Linked DNA regions of Cricetulus griseus: regions 1 and 2 are each linked to region 3. Evidence: chromatin contacts called from public Hi-C and Micro-C data. All regions are on one chromosome and are shown on one strand. The core of a region is the stretch at or near the end of the contact, and the rest is flanking DNA. Distances in the headings are between cores, read along the strand shown. Region 1 holds the start of Ppp1cb (serine/threonine-protein phosphatase PP1-beta catalytic subunit). Region 2 overlaps Ppp1cb (serine/threonine-protein phosphatase PP1-beta catalytic subunit). Region 3 overlaps Plb1 (phospholipase B1, membrane-associated).

Region 1 (4,870 bases), core at 1,701-4,200, 150 kb after region 3:
TCACTCTCCCTGGGGAGCAGAAATGGTATTGGATAGGTAGGGTGTTAGTGGGGGGCAGGGGAGGAGGGGAGGGAGAGGGAACAGGGATTGACATGTAAAACAATCTTGTTTCTAATTTAAATAAAAAATGGAGGAAAAAAAGAAAATGGCTATTTATTTTTCACATTTCTTTCAGTAAACATAGTTTATTCTTTATTTGCCTACTTTCTGTGGCAAATCTGACCTGAACTGATGAAAAGTTAATACCTTGACTTTAAAATCTGAAGAATTCTGAATTCTTACTTTTTTTCTTGTTGTTTTTGTTGTTGTTGTTGTTTGTTTGAGACAGACTTCCTTTATAAAATCCTACTGTCCTAGAATTCAGTAGACCAAAGACTGGCTTCAACTCAGAGATCTGCCTGCCTCTGTCTCCCAAATGCTGGGATTAAAGGCTTGAGTCACCACTACTGGGCTCCTTATATTTATTTTGGAGGGACATTCCACAGAAAAGTTTTATGGTCCACTAGTGATAAAAGCTCTCTCAGCACTGTGTGATAACACACATTTAATCCTAGTACTAGGGAGGAAGAGGCAGACAGATCTCTAAATTTGAGGACATCCTGGTCTACATAGTGAGTTCCAAGCCAGCAAGGGCTGCATAGTGAGACCTGTCTCAAGACCAAAAGTGCCAAAAAATGACACACCTACACACACACACACACACACACACACACACACACACACACACACACACAAAATCCCAACATTTTTTACTATGACCCATTATTTCTTACTGGGAAAATCTGATAGGAGTGGAAACCCTGAAGCTCTTTCCTGTGTTTGATTGATTGCCTGCCCCCCCTTTTTTTTCTCCTTTTGCCCTTTCTTCCCCCCTTCCCTCTCCTCACCATGTTCAGTGTCATGTCAACTCTGGACTCTCCAGGAAGTCTCTGCTTCTGACTATGCTCTCCTTTTATCTACAACAATCCTTCTTCATCACACCTGAAGCAGTCATGTTGTTTCCTTTTTAATTTTTTTTTTCATTTAGAACTGAAGTTACAAGTGGTTGTGAGTCACTATGTAGGAGCTAAGAACTGACCCCAAGTCCTTTGCAAAAGCAGCCAGTGCTCTTAACCTCTGAACCATCTCACCAGCCCCTGTATTTGTTTTTAATTTACCCCAATGGCAAGCATTTATTTAAGTTACTTTAAATCCCTTCTTCTGGAATAAAGTTGGGTATAAATAAAGTGGACTTGAATAAAATACAGTGAAAATGAGCCATCTCTCTACCTCTAAAAATCCCCAAAGCAAACTGCTAGTTTTTACAGATTACTTCAGACTTTATATAATCTACACTAGCCTGTATATTTCCAGGCTAAATTCTAAAATACAGAAATAACTAAGGAGGAATTTAGGAAATTCTAGCATTCATCTTGACAATGTAAAGCACTTGATTAGATAATGTTTTTCCAAAACCACACACACACACACACACACACACACACACACACACACACACACACACACACACACACACCTTAGTTTCTACTCTCCAAGTTTGTGTCAAGCATATCCACATTTGAGAAAGAATACTGCAACTTAGTATCTATCGCTAGATTCCTGGGTTTGAATCCCAGTTCTGATGTTTGTTTGGAGTGAGGCAACTAACTCATTTAGTGTCTCAGTCTTACCCACAAGTAGAGGTAATAATGGTACCTGCCGCCTAGGGCTTGCTGTAAGAATGAAATGAGATGATGTTGCATGACATCTAGATTAGCGCCAGGACATACAATCTCAGTGTAAGCTATTAGTAAGTGAGCAAGGAAAGTACAGGCAGCCTTGCGCTGCCAGCATCATGAAGTCTGAGTTGGGGGTGGGGTGAGGGTGGGGTGAGGAAGAAGCACCGGTTTGGGAATAGGTAAAAGTTTTGACTTGACTTCCTCAAATCCTTACCTAAATCTTTTCCTTGGCTACTCTTCCCTACTGTCCTTTGGTGGCAATTTTAGGTGTTGGAAGGAAAGGCAAGCAACGAATCTTTCCATTTCCCCGAGTTTCTATTTCTCCCTGTATTGTATAAACAAGATACTTGGTGGGTGATGCAGACATGAAGATAAATGAGTTGTGGTTGGTTGGTTTCTTGAGACAGGAACTACTGTAGTATAAGCTGCCCCGTCCTGTTACATAGTTGATGATGACCTTGAGTTTCGGAATCTCCCAAGTGTAGGGATTACAGGCATCTCATGCCTACAAATGTGATTTTATCCTCTAGGAACCAAGTACAGCAGAAAAAAAAAAAGTTCAACTATCACAAGATAAGAAGATTAAGGCATATAATAGAGCAATATACAAAAAGCACTTATGGAAAAGTGCTATCTAGAGTGTTTGGAGATAGATACAAGATACGATAAAAGGGCTACAGAGGCAGAAACCAGAGCGTGTATTATCTTATTACTGCTGAATGGGGCCCACTTTGATGCTTGTTTCACCCAGGGCCACCTGGAGAATCAGCCACACTGGTAAAACGATAAAGAACACTTTATTTGCTATATCAGTATTTTTTAGCAGAGTCGTCTCGTTCTGCTTCCAACAAACCTGGGTTTCCAAGATGGGCAACCGCAGCGCACACACGGTTCCAGATTAGCGGAAACATGAGGAATTGTTTGCAAGGGCAGTGAATGAAGCCAAGAAAAGAAAAGCAAGGCGGGAGGGACGCAATCGCTAACTCTGCAGAGAAGAGGAAGGTCATTCGTGCCTACGCGGGCTCCGCGTTCGCTCTGCGCAGCAAGGCTGGCTCCTCCCTGCGCCTGAGCAGTCGTGACGGCTCGGCCAGCGGACCTGGGGCGGGAGGGAGCCGCACCTGCGCGTTGGCTGCGGCGGAGGCGAGGGCGGGGACGGGGCCGCGGGAGGGGGACGTGGCGCGCGTGCGCACGGCTCTGGCGGCTCGGCGGGGCGGCGGGCCAGGGCGGAGGGAAGGGAGTGACGCTGAGGGCGGGGCTGCCCGCGGCGCTGGCGAGCATTGCGGAGCTGGGCGGTGCCGAGCAGGAGGAGCCGCCGGAGGAGGAGGCGGAGGCGGAGGCGGAGGCGGTGGCGGCTGCTGGGGTCTGATGCGCTCGGTTCGTGGGGCCCGGCTTGTTTATTTAATTATTTCTAGTGGGCTTCTCCCGGCGTGTGCGCGCGCTCTCGCTGCTCGGCGGGGAGGGGTGGGGGGAGGGCCCGCGCCCGGGGGGAGTTGGAGCCGGCCGGGGTCGAGACGCCGCGTGACTCGTAGGTGAGAGCGCCGAGCCGCCGCCGCCGCCGCCGCCGCCGCGAAGCCCTTGTTCCCGCTGCGGGGAGGAGAGTCTGGTGCCGACAAGATGGCGGACGGGGAGCTGAACGTGGACAGCCTCATCACCCGCCTGCTGGAGGGTGAGTGCGAGTGCGGCGCCGGGCCGCGGGCCCCTCCCGCTCGAGCCCAGCCCGGGCTGGGGGCCCCAGGAGGCCCGGAGCGGAGCGCGGGGTGACGGGCGAGCCAGCGGAGAGGCGGCGCCGCGGCCCGGGGCTCGTCGGCGGGTACAGCCTTCCCGGAGGCCTCTGTGCTGCCTCCCTCCGCTAGCCCTTCCAAAGAAGCGGCGGCGATGCCTGCCGCTGCGTGTTGTGTGTCCGTGGAATGTGTGTTTCTTCTCCGCTCTTTGTGCGCTGCCCTTGGCTGCCTCCGATTGTCGTTCCGGTAGTGAATTTTACGGAAAAAAAAAAAAAAAGAGAGAGAGAGAGAAGCCCTTCCCAAGTGAGGCTCTCGGGTCGTTTGCATTTTTTTACTGGATGCTCTAGAAGGGCTTAAGGAGAGGACAGGATGCATAGTTCACTATTTATTATCTGGCGTACAAAAATAGTGAAAAATCTTGGATCGGGTTGGAGATGTCCGTTAGAAATACGAAACGTCTGGATACCTGGGGCTGAAGGGATTGATGTGGGGGGCTTAAAATCATAACATGTTTGAGCCGAGTTTAAATTCTGCACAAACTTAGTAAATGCCTGTTGTAACAGCCTCTCTCGGGCTTAGTCTTCGCAGCACTTAAGTTCCGGGTTCTCATGCTTTTTATAGTTAGTTTGGTGTTGGTGGGAACATAAGGAGGAAAGAGAAGACTAGATGGAGAGACCGGTAATTAAATGTATTGATCCGTTGCGGGACACTGTTCAAAGTTAAAGCGGGTCTTGGTCAAAATAATCCTTTTACTCAAAAATTCGCTTCGCTACTAATTGTTTGGGGAATGTGTAAAAAAGAATTGTCTTTTTGGATGATTAAGAGCCCTCTTTATTGGACACCTAATGAATGCGTGTATGCTGCTTTTGTTTACTACAGCGAAGCAGTTTGTACTTATGTTTGGAAATTTACCAAAGAGGATTGTATGGAGAGGGGTGACTTTTTTTCAACTGAAGTACACCGTATCTATCCCTTGCAAAGATCTCTGTATATTTGCTCCAGATATTAAAGCCTTCCTGAAGGCTGAGAAGGAAGTTTTTTTTTTTTTTTTTTTTTTTTGTACCGGGAATTCTTATTTACCTTTTCCTTTAGTATCATGTTATTCCTGGGAGGCCCCCTGGTGCTTGCTGTGTTCACTACTCGGGACTTTGTGGTCTTTAACTGGTGGGAACATCTTTATGTGTCTGTGAGAAACTTGTTTAGAAAAAGAATTGTGCTTATAGGAGAAGGTGAATTTAAGCCTACCGCTGTTTTCATATACTTAAATTAAGTTTTAAATTTGATTGTATCTTAGTTTATTCATATTTAATTTTTTATAAATACATTATAGCAGAGTCATGTATTTTAAACTGATCTAGAACCCTTTCAATTAAATGTACCTTTATATGATTACAGATACTTAAACTTTAGTAGAGAAAAGGGGGAGAGCAG
Region 2 (4,879 bases), core at 1,959-4,458, 180 kb after region 3:
ACTGGCTAGGGAGCACCAGGGAGCTACCTCCCGTTTCTGCTTCCCCAGTGCTGGGATTGCGTCACCCTGCTTTTTATTTAACATGGGTTCTGGGAATTGAAATTAGATCCTTATGCTTTTAAGGTAATCTTATTAACTGGTAGATTTACCAAAGCATGTTTATACATTGTGTGCTTTTACCTCTTCCTTGGTATTTTGGTGTTAATGTGATCTTAGAATGTGCAATTTTAATATATGAGTCACTGAATTTTTAAGCCTGTGTCAATCTGACGAAAGAATTATAGCAATTGTTAGGGGGAAATGTGTGTTTAATTTGTTGATGGGAACTAGCAGGGATAAACAATATTGGCATGTTTTGATGTTTATTCTAATCAGCAGCTAGAAGTGCAGTTTGGTAAACCTTGGTGCAGCTGGTACTTCAAGGCACTGTTGGAAGTGGAATCACCTCATCTTCCTTTCTTCATGGTTGCTGGTTCTTAGTGATGCCCTTCTGCTTCTTGCTTAGTGAAAGACTTGATTTAATGAGAGTAGGCCAGGCCTTTCGGTGCTAGCCTTGCAATTGTTTAAGTATGCTACTGGCCACTGGAGAACTGCATTTAATTGGTCCAGATTTGGGGAGTATCCTCAGAAACCAGCAACATTGGAAATTAATGCCACAGTTGATGACATAAACTCACTGTTAGCCATACAACCCAGTTCCATGTGTGACTTTTCTAGTCTTTAAAATATGAGTGTATCTCTTTGGAAAGCATTTTTATGGATAATTCTAGAAAAGTGATAGGTTTCCTCATTGTTTTATCAGTACGAGGATGTCGCCCTGGAAAGATTGTACAGATGACTGAAGCGGAAGTTCGAGGACTATGTATCAAGTCTCGGGAAATCTTCCTCAGCCAGCCCATCCTTTTGGAATTGGAAGCTCCACTGAAGATTTGTGGTATGTAAATGGGCAAATTTCAAAATGAGGTTTCTTTTTTCTAGACCAGACTGGCTTCGAACTCATAGAGGTCTGCCTGCCTCTGCCTCCAGAGAGAGCGCTGGGAGTAAAGGTGTGCGCACCACACCTGGCAAGAAATGAGTTTTCTGAAGCACATTTTCTCCTGTATTAATATTGAGGGTGATTTAGAGAAAACTTTCACATTTGAATTAAAACACTTAATAGGTTTTACTAAGGGTTGGAATTTATAATAATGACAGACAGGTTAGACGCAACAGAAACATTTAGTTACTTTACAGAAGGTGAAAAGGCTGCTGTCTATAGTATGTTAAGAAAAATGGGCAGATCTTAGAAAATAGCTAAAATCAGTGAAACACATCCATAACTCATCAGATTACAAACAAAAATGACAGATATGGAAACTTAGTGCTTTTAGGATGTGGGGAAATGGGCATTCAAAATCTCTGCTGAGTAAAAGAGTTATAGAATCTTGAGTGCCAGTATGGCAGTGTCCGTGGCCTTGTAGCTTGTATTAATTCTTGAGATACTAGTTTATAATCTGTATGTGGTTTTGTTTGTTTTTTTTTAAGACAGGGTTTCTCTTCGTAGCTTTGTAGACCAGGCTGGCCTCAAACTCTCAGAAATCTGCCTGCCTCTATCTCCCGGTGCTGGGATTAAAGGCCTGTTATATATTCTTTTAAGTCTTATATTGGTTTTAGCCCAAGACAAAAATTTAGGACTTTAAGATTGAATAATCTAGTTATAACAAGGAAAATTATTGCATAGAAAGTAGCATTTTTCTGGATTTCACACAAAACAGGAAGTGGTATAAATACAGCATGCTGGCTTTTCATTTGATAATGCAGGTATTCTTTGTAATGGTTGTGGTTTTCTTTTTGTTGTTGTTGTTGTTTTTTTAAGATTTTATTTATTTATTATATATACAGTCTTCTGCCTGCATGCCAGCAGAGGGCACCAGATCTCATTCAAGGTGGTTGTGAGCCACCATGTGGTTTCTGGGAATTGAACTCAGGACCTCTGGAAGAAGAGTCAGTGCTCTTAACCGCTAAGCCATCTCTCCAGCCCTGGTTATGTGTTTTTAAAAACACTTTTATATACTTAAGACAGCTTCAGTAGTTTGCCATATGCAAAAATGCCCTTCATTATGCTTGTTTCTTTTAAAAAGTTTTTTAATTTTCAATTTTAAACCAACTTTTTCTTACTCCAGATTTTTTTTTCCCATTCTGCTTGTTTCTGAGTAATCTACCTTGAAGCCATGTAACTTGAAAGTGTTCAGTGTGCTTTTTTAAACTACTCAGATACTCACTAATGGGGCAATACTTTCCTTTTCCCAGGCTGCCACTTCTATCTCAGGGTTCCACTGAGTTCATTATCAGCCTGTTAGAAGAAGGAGCTGGCGCTCGGGCACCTGGTTTAGAGGAGGACCTCATCCCTTTTTAGGGGTTGCTGGTCCTTTTTGTTGGGAACAAGGGTGGGCAGACACTGAGTGAGTGCCATTAGCACTCAGAGATCTGTGATGTCCCAAGCTTGAGTTGCAGGATTAAGTAGGGGTTGGGGTATCTCCTAGCCTCAGCAGCCTGAAGGCCTCAGGGTTAAGACTCCCAGCATAGTGCCAAAGAAGCAGCTCTGGGCAATGGCTCCTAATTGGTCCCTGGGTTTGGGGAAAGTCACCAGGGACTGCAGAGCGGTGGTCATTATGTATGGTTGAGTTGGGAGTAGTGGGCGACCGTGTTCTCCTTGGACTGGAACTGCTTGTGGAAGGGTTCCCTGGCATCCAGGCCTTGAGTCACCCCAGTGTTGGCTCACTTGTCCCAACTTGGAGGACCTTGATTCAGGGCCTATTGCAGAATCATTATGGTTAGGTTCTGGGCCCTACAGATTCAGTGTACTTAAGTACTTTGTATTCTTTTTCTCTGTGCGGTTTTATTAAATCTGTGTGTGGTGCTTTGTACAGTGTCCATCTTTACATCAAAAGCAGTTGTTTAAAACTTTTCTGGAAATGTTCATTCTCTTAAAATTTATAAATTTTAAGTTATTTAGTTATTTGTAGATGTTCTAAAAATTACAGATTCTCCTGGATTTATGGTGGGGTTATAGCCCAGTAAACATTAAGTTGATAATAATATAAGGCCAAAATATGTTTGAAGCACTGATGCCGAACACTGTGGTTTGATACATTACACTGTAAATCATCAGTCCTTTATTGTCATGATCAGTGTGGCTGCTGGATAGTTACAGCTTGCTGCTGCCACCTAGCATCTCCCGAGTGTTGTGCCACGTTTCACTAGCTTGGAAAAAGCTCAGAGTTCAAACTACAGTCTACTGACTACACAGTGCTTTTGCACCACCATGAAATCAGAACCTTCTAAGTTAAAACATTTTAAGTCAGTGATTGTCTATATTTCATACAATTACCCCTTCGAATGTTATTTAATATTAGCAATAGCTTGAAGGTAATAGAAGTTCTTTGTATTTTAGTTCTTGATATTTGGTATAACAATATGATTTAAGTTAGCTACTAGCTAATGAGAGTAACTGTGTCAGTTACTATTTTATAAGAAGTTGCCTGAAATTTTTGTGATGTATGACAATATTAGTTTTTCATCTCAGTTTCTATAGGGTAGGAATTCAGACTCAACTTTGCTAGCTCTTCAGATTCTGAGTCTCTCATGACACTCCACTCAGCAAGTGGTCTGGGTCTTAGACATCTACAGGCTGAGCTGTGAAAATGTTCAGTTCTGTGTAGGCTACTGGACTTCAGGCCTTTATTCCAACCAAATGAGCTGCTGGCCAAAGTCTCCTCCATTCTTTGTAAGACAGCAGCTTTATCAGCAAGCATGGGAGAGAAGGTGTGAGGTTGCAAGCATGACAAAAGTCACAGTGATTTGTAAATGAGACTTAGAAGTGACTGGCCTTACTGTTTGTTAGCAATAAGTCTAGATAGTGACCTATGCTTTAAGGGGAAGGAAGTATACAAAGTTCCTAACTGTCATAGAAGCTTCATAAAACTAATCCATTTGTCTTACCTGACTTTTTTTTTTTTTTAGGAGATATTCATGGACAGTATACAGATTTACTGAGATTATTTGAATATGGAGGTTTTCCACCAGAAGCCAACTATCTTTTCTTAGGCGATTATGTGGACAGAGGAAAGCAGTCTTTGGAAACCATTTGTTTGCTGTTGGCTTATAAGATCAAATACCCAGAAAACTTCTTTCTCCTAAGAGGAAACCATGAGTGTGCCAGCATCAATCGAATTTATGGATTCTACGATGAGTGTAAGTGGGATTTAAAACTTAGGAGAGTGCTAAGATTCCACATACTTTTACAGTTCAAATGAATTTCTTCAATTCAGGGGAGCTGTGATGTTTTAATTTGGTCTTAGATAGAGGCCTAGAAAGAAAAATGTAAAGCTAGGAAATACCTTCAATTGTTTTCTTGGCATCTCCTTGGTCATGTTTCAGATTGGCTGCAGCTTAGTTGGCTGAAGGAGGTCCTTTTAATTAGTTTACCCAGTAAGATACCTGAGTGAAACAAGCACAGGTCACTATAGACAGTGGCATTAATTCATGTGTATGTACAAGAATGTGCACAGGCACACTTCATGCATGGTATCATGACATGCATTTGGAGGTCAGAGGATGGCTTGCAGTTGGTTCTTTGTACCTCAAGGTCTTAGCAGTTAGGAGCCCTGGATGACCTTCCGGAGGACTCCGGTTGGTTTCCCAGAACCCCCATCAGGAGACTTACAAACACAGCCTTTAACTCCGGTTTTAGGGAATCTCATTCTCTCTGTGGTCTTGGCAGTCACTTCATACATGTAGTCATACACAGAAGCAAGCAAGCACACATATATAACATAAATAAAAATAAATAAAAGTCAAATTTTAATTTGTTTATAGACCTAGAGAGCTAGGGTTATCG
Region 3 (4,732 bases), core at 1,168-3,667:
TGCTCATGTCCGTGCACACCTGTAACCCCAGTGTGCTCGTGTCCATGCACACCTGTAACCCCAGTGTGCTCGTGTCCATGCACACCTGTAACCCCAGTGTGCTCGTGTCCATGCACACCTGTAACCCCAGTGTGCTTGTATTCATGCACATCTGTAGCCCCAGTGTGCTCCTGTCAGGGTGCACCTGTAACCCCAGTGCTCAGGAGAGACAGAGGTATTCCTGTCTCTGGAGCTTGCTAGCCAACCAGTCTAGCTGAACAGTAAAGCTCAAATTCAGTGGAAGACCCTGTCCCAAAAGATGAGGCATGGAGAGCCACTAAGATAGGTACCTGCTGCCAGCCTCTGGCCTACATGTGCACATACATATCTCTCTCTCTCTCTCTCTCTCTCTCTCTCTCACACACACACACACACACACACACACACACACACACACACACACACACACAGAATTCTAAAACCACTGATATAAAAATCAAAGTGTATTTATGTTTTGGGTCTCCACAAACCCCTCCTTTTCCCTCATTACATCCTTGAAGCATTTGCTTAGATGCGATCGATGCTAGGCACATGAGGCTCAGGCCAGACTCTGTGACCACACAAGAAGAGGGCAGATGATAGAACCAGAGACTGTTTACACTGCAGCACTTGAGGTCATCATCTGCTCCAACACCCCAACGTTTAGAGAGAAGTGATACGGCATAGCCAAGGCCCTACACCTAGTCAATACAAAGTCCATTCAAGTTTTCTCTGGCTCTAGGCAAAAGAAAGGACCCTTTCCTGACAGCCATAATGCGTTCAGGCATTGTAGCTAAGGCCCCCAAAGACAAATCATATGTTTCAATATTGCCAACTCTGAAATACAGAAAGAGGAGAAGCCACAGTGGGAAACAATGCTGCTTAATAGGGAGGAGATGGGTGACTCAAGGACCTCAGGAGCCTCTTCCTCTGCCTGCAGGTTCACTATTCTCCCCAGAACTTCACAGACAACATCAGGAAGGCCCTGGACATCCTCCATGCAGAGGTACGGAGCTTAGACCACACGGGCTGAGTAGCTGCATCACAGCCCTCTTATGTGGCCTCAGGCCTAGACACAGCTCTGGCTTCATTCTGAGACCACCTTGGCCATCGTCTGCCTGCAATGGCATCCTTGGAGAGCCAAGATGAGAGAAAGGAAGTGGGTGGGGCCAGGAAGAAGTCACATGATCTGAGCTCCAGCCCCCATGTGAGAAGCTGATGCTATGTCACCATGTCGTCTTGGTGACCGATTCTGTGTTTCTGCAGGTTCCCCGGGCCTTTGTGAACATGGTGGAAGTGATTGAGATCATCGGCCTGAGGGAATTGTACAAAGAAACTCAAGTCAACTGTCCACGGTTGATCCTCAGGTCTGCTGGAAACTTCTCCTGTGTTTCTGGAAGGGTTGTGGGCTTTAGCAGAATCCCCAGGGCAGAGTGTGGGGATTGTCAGGGTCACCCCACATTATCATCTGACAGGGAACATCTCAGGATTAAAAAAAAAGAAAATCAGTATAGGCTTCAGCAATCTCCCTGAGGGAGCACATATGGCATATCTTCCTGTTTCCATTGCCAAGGCAGCCACAGGACTTAGAGGATGTTAGGAATGGGGTCAGGTCATAGGTAAGACTTGGGGAGCACTCAGACCACTGCTAAGACCCATTTCCAGCACATCCAGAGCAGAGTGACCACCTCCCAGAGGCCTTTCCCCAGAACAGTGTCTCTGACCAGCATGTGTGCACTCCAGGTGGACAAACACAGGGCTACTGTCACTCCTTAGAAGAAAAAAGAGAGAGATCAGAGTCAGCGGGGTCCAGAGGACAGTCTTCTCCTCAGAAGGATGCTCTTGAGAGGCTGGCCTCAGCCTCCAGAACCAACCAAAGATGGCCTTCCTCTAGCACCATTATAAGTGTGTGTGACCTTAAGAAGGAAGCTGCTCTTCTAACCGAAGCATGACTATTTCCCACAAATTCTGCCCTGAAAGGCCTCCCCTGCACCATTTGCCCAGGTTACAGGGGCTGTGCAAACCTTTCTCCCCTGCCCTCTAGCTCTGTGCAAGGCCCCACCACGTTCCTAAGCATACCACGTGGTCATTAGTCACCACCATGTGGTGATTATCCCCCACAGCCTGTGAGCACTGAGTCACTGCAGTACAGAAGAGGGGCTCAGGGGCTGTTTGCTGAATTACTGAATGAATAATTCACAAGGGCCAGCCTTGTTCTTGGAAATTAAGGGGGTACACTGATCCCTGGAGAACTCTGCCAACCCTTGCCTCCCTCGGGGAGTATGGGCAGACAGCACAGGTTCCCTAGAGAAGGCTTCAGGGGACCTCGGAGCAGAACAGGCTGCCTGCCAGTGACGAGTGTCTATTAACACAGCTAGTGTCAGGCACACTATTTTCAACTGCTGACTCATGGGCTAGCTCCCACTTTCTCCAGTCACTGGGACATGCAGGGGATTCAGTATGTATATTCTTTCCACTTCAGAGCAGATTCCCAAGAAGCAACCCCGCCTCGCCACCCACCGTGTGCTACTGGTCATTGCAAAGACTTGTACCCCACTAAAACTCAAAGTTCACAATAGGCATTTGCCAAGTCCATTTGAAGATGAGAGTGTCAATGTTGACGAAATCAAGGGCGTCCTTGTCATGTTACCATGCTCTCCACCTCTCTGCTGTTCTCAGTGGCCAGGCTTCCTCTGTGGTATCCCCGAGGCCAAAAGTCCAGATTTACCAGATGGAACTGCAGACTGGCAGAAACAGTTTAATTCAGAGACTGAGTTCAAAGTCCCCACTGCAATCACATCTATGGCTGTGTGACCTTGAGAACGTTATTTAAGCACTGAGCCTTGGTCATCTCCTCTCCCCCACCCACTTTGTAAATGCAGGGCCATGGTTGTACTAGGGAAGTCTGCTACCACTGAACTATATCCCTAGCCCTTTCTACTTTTATTATATTTATTTATTTACTTACTTACTTATTTTTGGGCAGCATATCTTGCATATCTTGCATATCCCAGGCTGGGTTCAAATTTTCTCTATAGCTGAGAAAGGCCTTAAACTTGTGATTCTCCTGTCTCTACCTCCCAGAGTGCTAGGATTACAGGCAGGGACCACCACACCCAGTTTTGGGGTGTTTGGGACAGAATCCAAAGTTTTATGCATGCTAGACAGACGCCCTCCCCCCTGTGCCACATCCCCCTTGTCATTTTTCTGTTGAGAATAGTATCTTGTTAAGCTGCCCAGGCTGGCTCCAAACTTGTGATCATCTTTCTTAGCCAATGAAATAGCTAGGATGACAGGCTGTGCCAGCTTCAGATTTTTCACCTGTAAAATAAGGTCAATAATAATTTCTGGAATGGCTGAGAGGTTTAAAAATATTAATACATAGTGCTTGGCGTCGTTCATATGTGATGTGTACTAGCAATTATTGCTATTGTTGTCAGTATTTCTGTTTAGGAGGGGGTGTGTGTCTGCACATCTTCACACAACCATCGGATGACTCAGCTCCATAAAATCACTCCTCCAGACATCAGGAGGAAGGTCTTGTTTCCAAGAGCAAGTTTGTGGATGTTTTCTGTGGCTTCCCTTGACCCAGGCTTAGGTTCCTGATGCCTCCAACTTAAAAATTAAATCGAGGCTCAGGCCAAAGCTTTGCATCACTCATTTGGGATGATGACCTTGGGCTGGGGGCATCTCTTTGGTTTTGTTGGCAGGAACCTGTGTCCTTGTGTCCTGAAGTTTGAGGATGACTCGGCAGAATTTGCCGCCCTGGTTGAAAGGAACAGGGAGTATCAGGTAAGCCTGTGTTGACTGAGTGAGTGGTGACTAGGAGGACTGTGCCAATGGAAGCACATTCAAGGATGCTAGCGGCCACACTGCGGCTTCTTTGAAGCTACAGAATGAAGTCACAGAACACACTTCACCAGGCCCCATGGCCCCATCTCCTCCTCCCTTAGGAAGGAATTCAAGTGTTGGTTGAAAGTAGATGGTAAGACATGAGCCTGGTTTCATTGTGTTTCTCCAGCTGTTCCAACCCCTGTGTCTTATCTCCTCCTGCAGAAAAGAACTGAAGAGCTGATCAACAGCCGGCGATATGACACTAGGGATGATTTCACTGTGGTTCTCCAGCCATTCTTTGAAAATGTGGCCGTGCCGCGGACCCCGGTAAAGAAATGATGCGTTGAGGATGAGGCGAGCCCCCAGAGGGTACACAGCTGCATTTTTGCCATCTGTAACTGATCCTCCCTTTCTGCTTGATGACTAGGAGGGCCTGCCTGACAACTCCTTCTTTGCCCCTGACTGTTTCCACTTCAGTGGCAAGACTCATGCCCGCTCAGCTGTTGCCCTCTGGAGGAACATGGTAAGAACTGTGTGGTGTAAGAACCCTCCCTCCCAGTCCAGTTGCCTGCCTCTCCCCTCATCCTGCCCTCCACCCCCACCCCACATCTTCACCAGTCTACCTGGTCCACCTGGTCCACATTCCCCATCTCCTTGCTTCTCTGTTTAGCTGGAACCTGTTGGCCACAAGACAAGACAATATGATTTTGAAAACAAGATCCCTATCCTGTGTCCGAACCAGGTATAGTGGGCTGTCTGGGCAATAAATACCCTCTGACTATATAGACAGGAGAGTAGTGAAGGGTAGGGAGTTAAAATGGAAGCTGGAGCTAGAACAGCAGATCTTAGCCAGTGAGAAAAAGCAGGATAGGACCCCAGG

Evidence for each region. A called contact is a pair of places that touch in the nucleus more often than the background predicts.
Region 1: a Micro-C map of the CHO-K1 cell line shows a contact between it and region 3, with 5 times the contacts expected there. The contact joins the promoter of Ppp1cb here to the enhancer-like site in region 3. A contact is called at or near these places in 4 of 8 Hi-C or Micro-C datasets (the CHK-Q cell line, the CHO-K1 cell line and fibroblasts).
Region 2: a contact with region 3 is called in a Hi-C map of liver, with 2.1 times the contacts expected there. The contact joins two enhancer-like sites. A contact is called at or near these places in 2 of 8 Hi-C or Micro-C datasets (the CHK-Q cell line and liver).

Annotation. Positions count from the first base shown.
Region 1 is chr7:12,008,741-12,013,610 of CriGri-PICRH-1.0, reverse strand. It overlaps Ppp1cb (serine/threonine-protein phosphatase PP1-beta catalytic subunit), which reads left to right and starts at 2,950. Exons shown (of 9, transcript XM_027424422.2): 1 at 2,950-3,092; 2 at 3,248-3,384. The coding sequence starts at 3,333.
Region 2 is chr7:11,987,275-11,992,153 of CriGri-PICRH-1.0, reverse strand. Ppp1cb (serine/threonine-protein phosphatase PP1-beta catalytic subunit) reads left to right here. Exons shown (of 9, transcript XM_027424422.2): 3 at 803-934; 4 at 4,003-4,233. It also overlaps the pseudogene LOC118239131. Among named protein-coding and RNA genes, the nearest start is that of Spdya, 21 kb to the right of the region's middle. Within about 2 kb of position 3,208, at least 2 of the 6 cell types and tissues checked have open chromatin away from gene starts, as enhancers often do.
Region 3 is chr7:12,161,781-12,166,512 of CriGri-PICRH-1.0, reverse strand. It overlaps Plb1 (phospholipase B1, membrane-associated), which reads left to right. Exons shown (of 51, transcript XM_027424423.2): 17 at 959-1,024; 18 at 1,285-1,385; 19 at 3,729-3,810; 20 at 4,075-4,179; 21 at 4,280-4,375; 22 at 4,523-4,594. Among named protein-coding and RNA genes, the nearest start is that of Plb1, 43 kb to the left of the region's middle. Within about 2 kb of position 2,417, at least 2 of the 6 cell types and tissues checked have open chromatin away from gene starts, as enhancers often do. A contact at or near this core is called in the CHO-K1 cell line and fibroblasts, where this site is marked.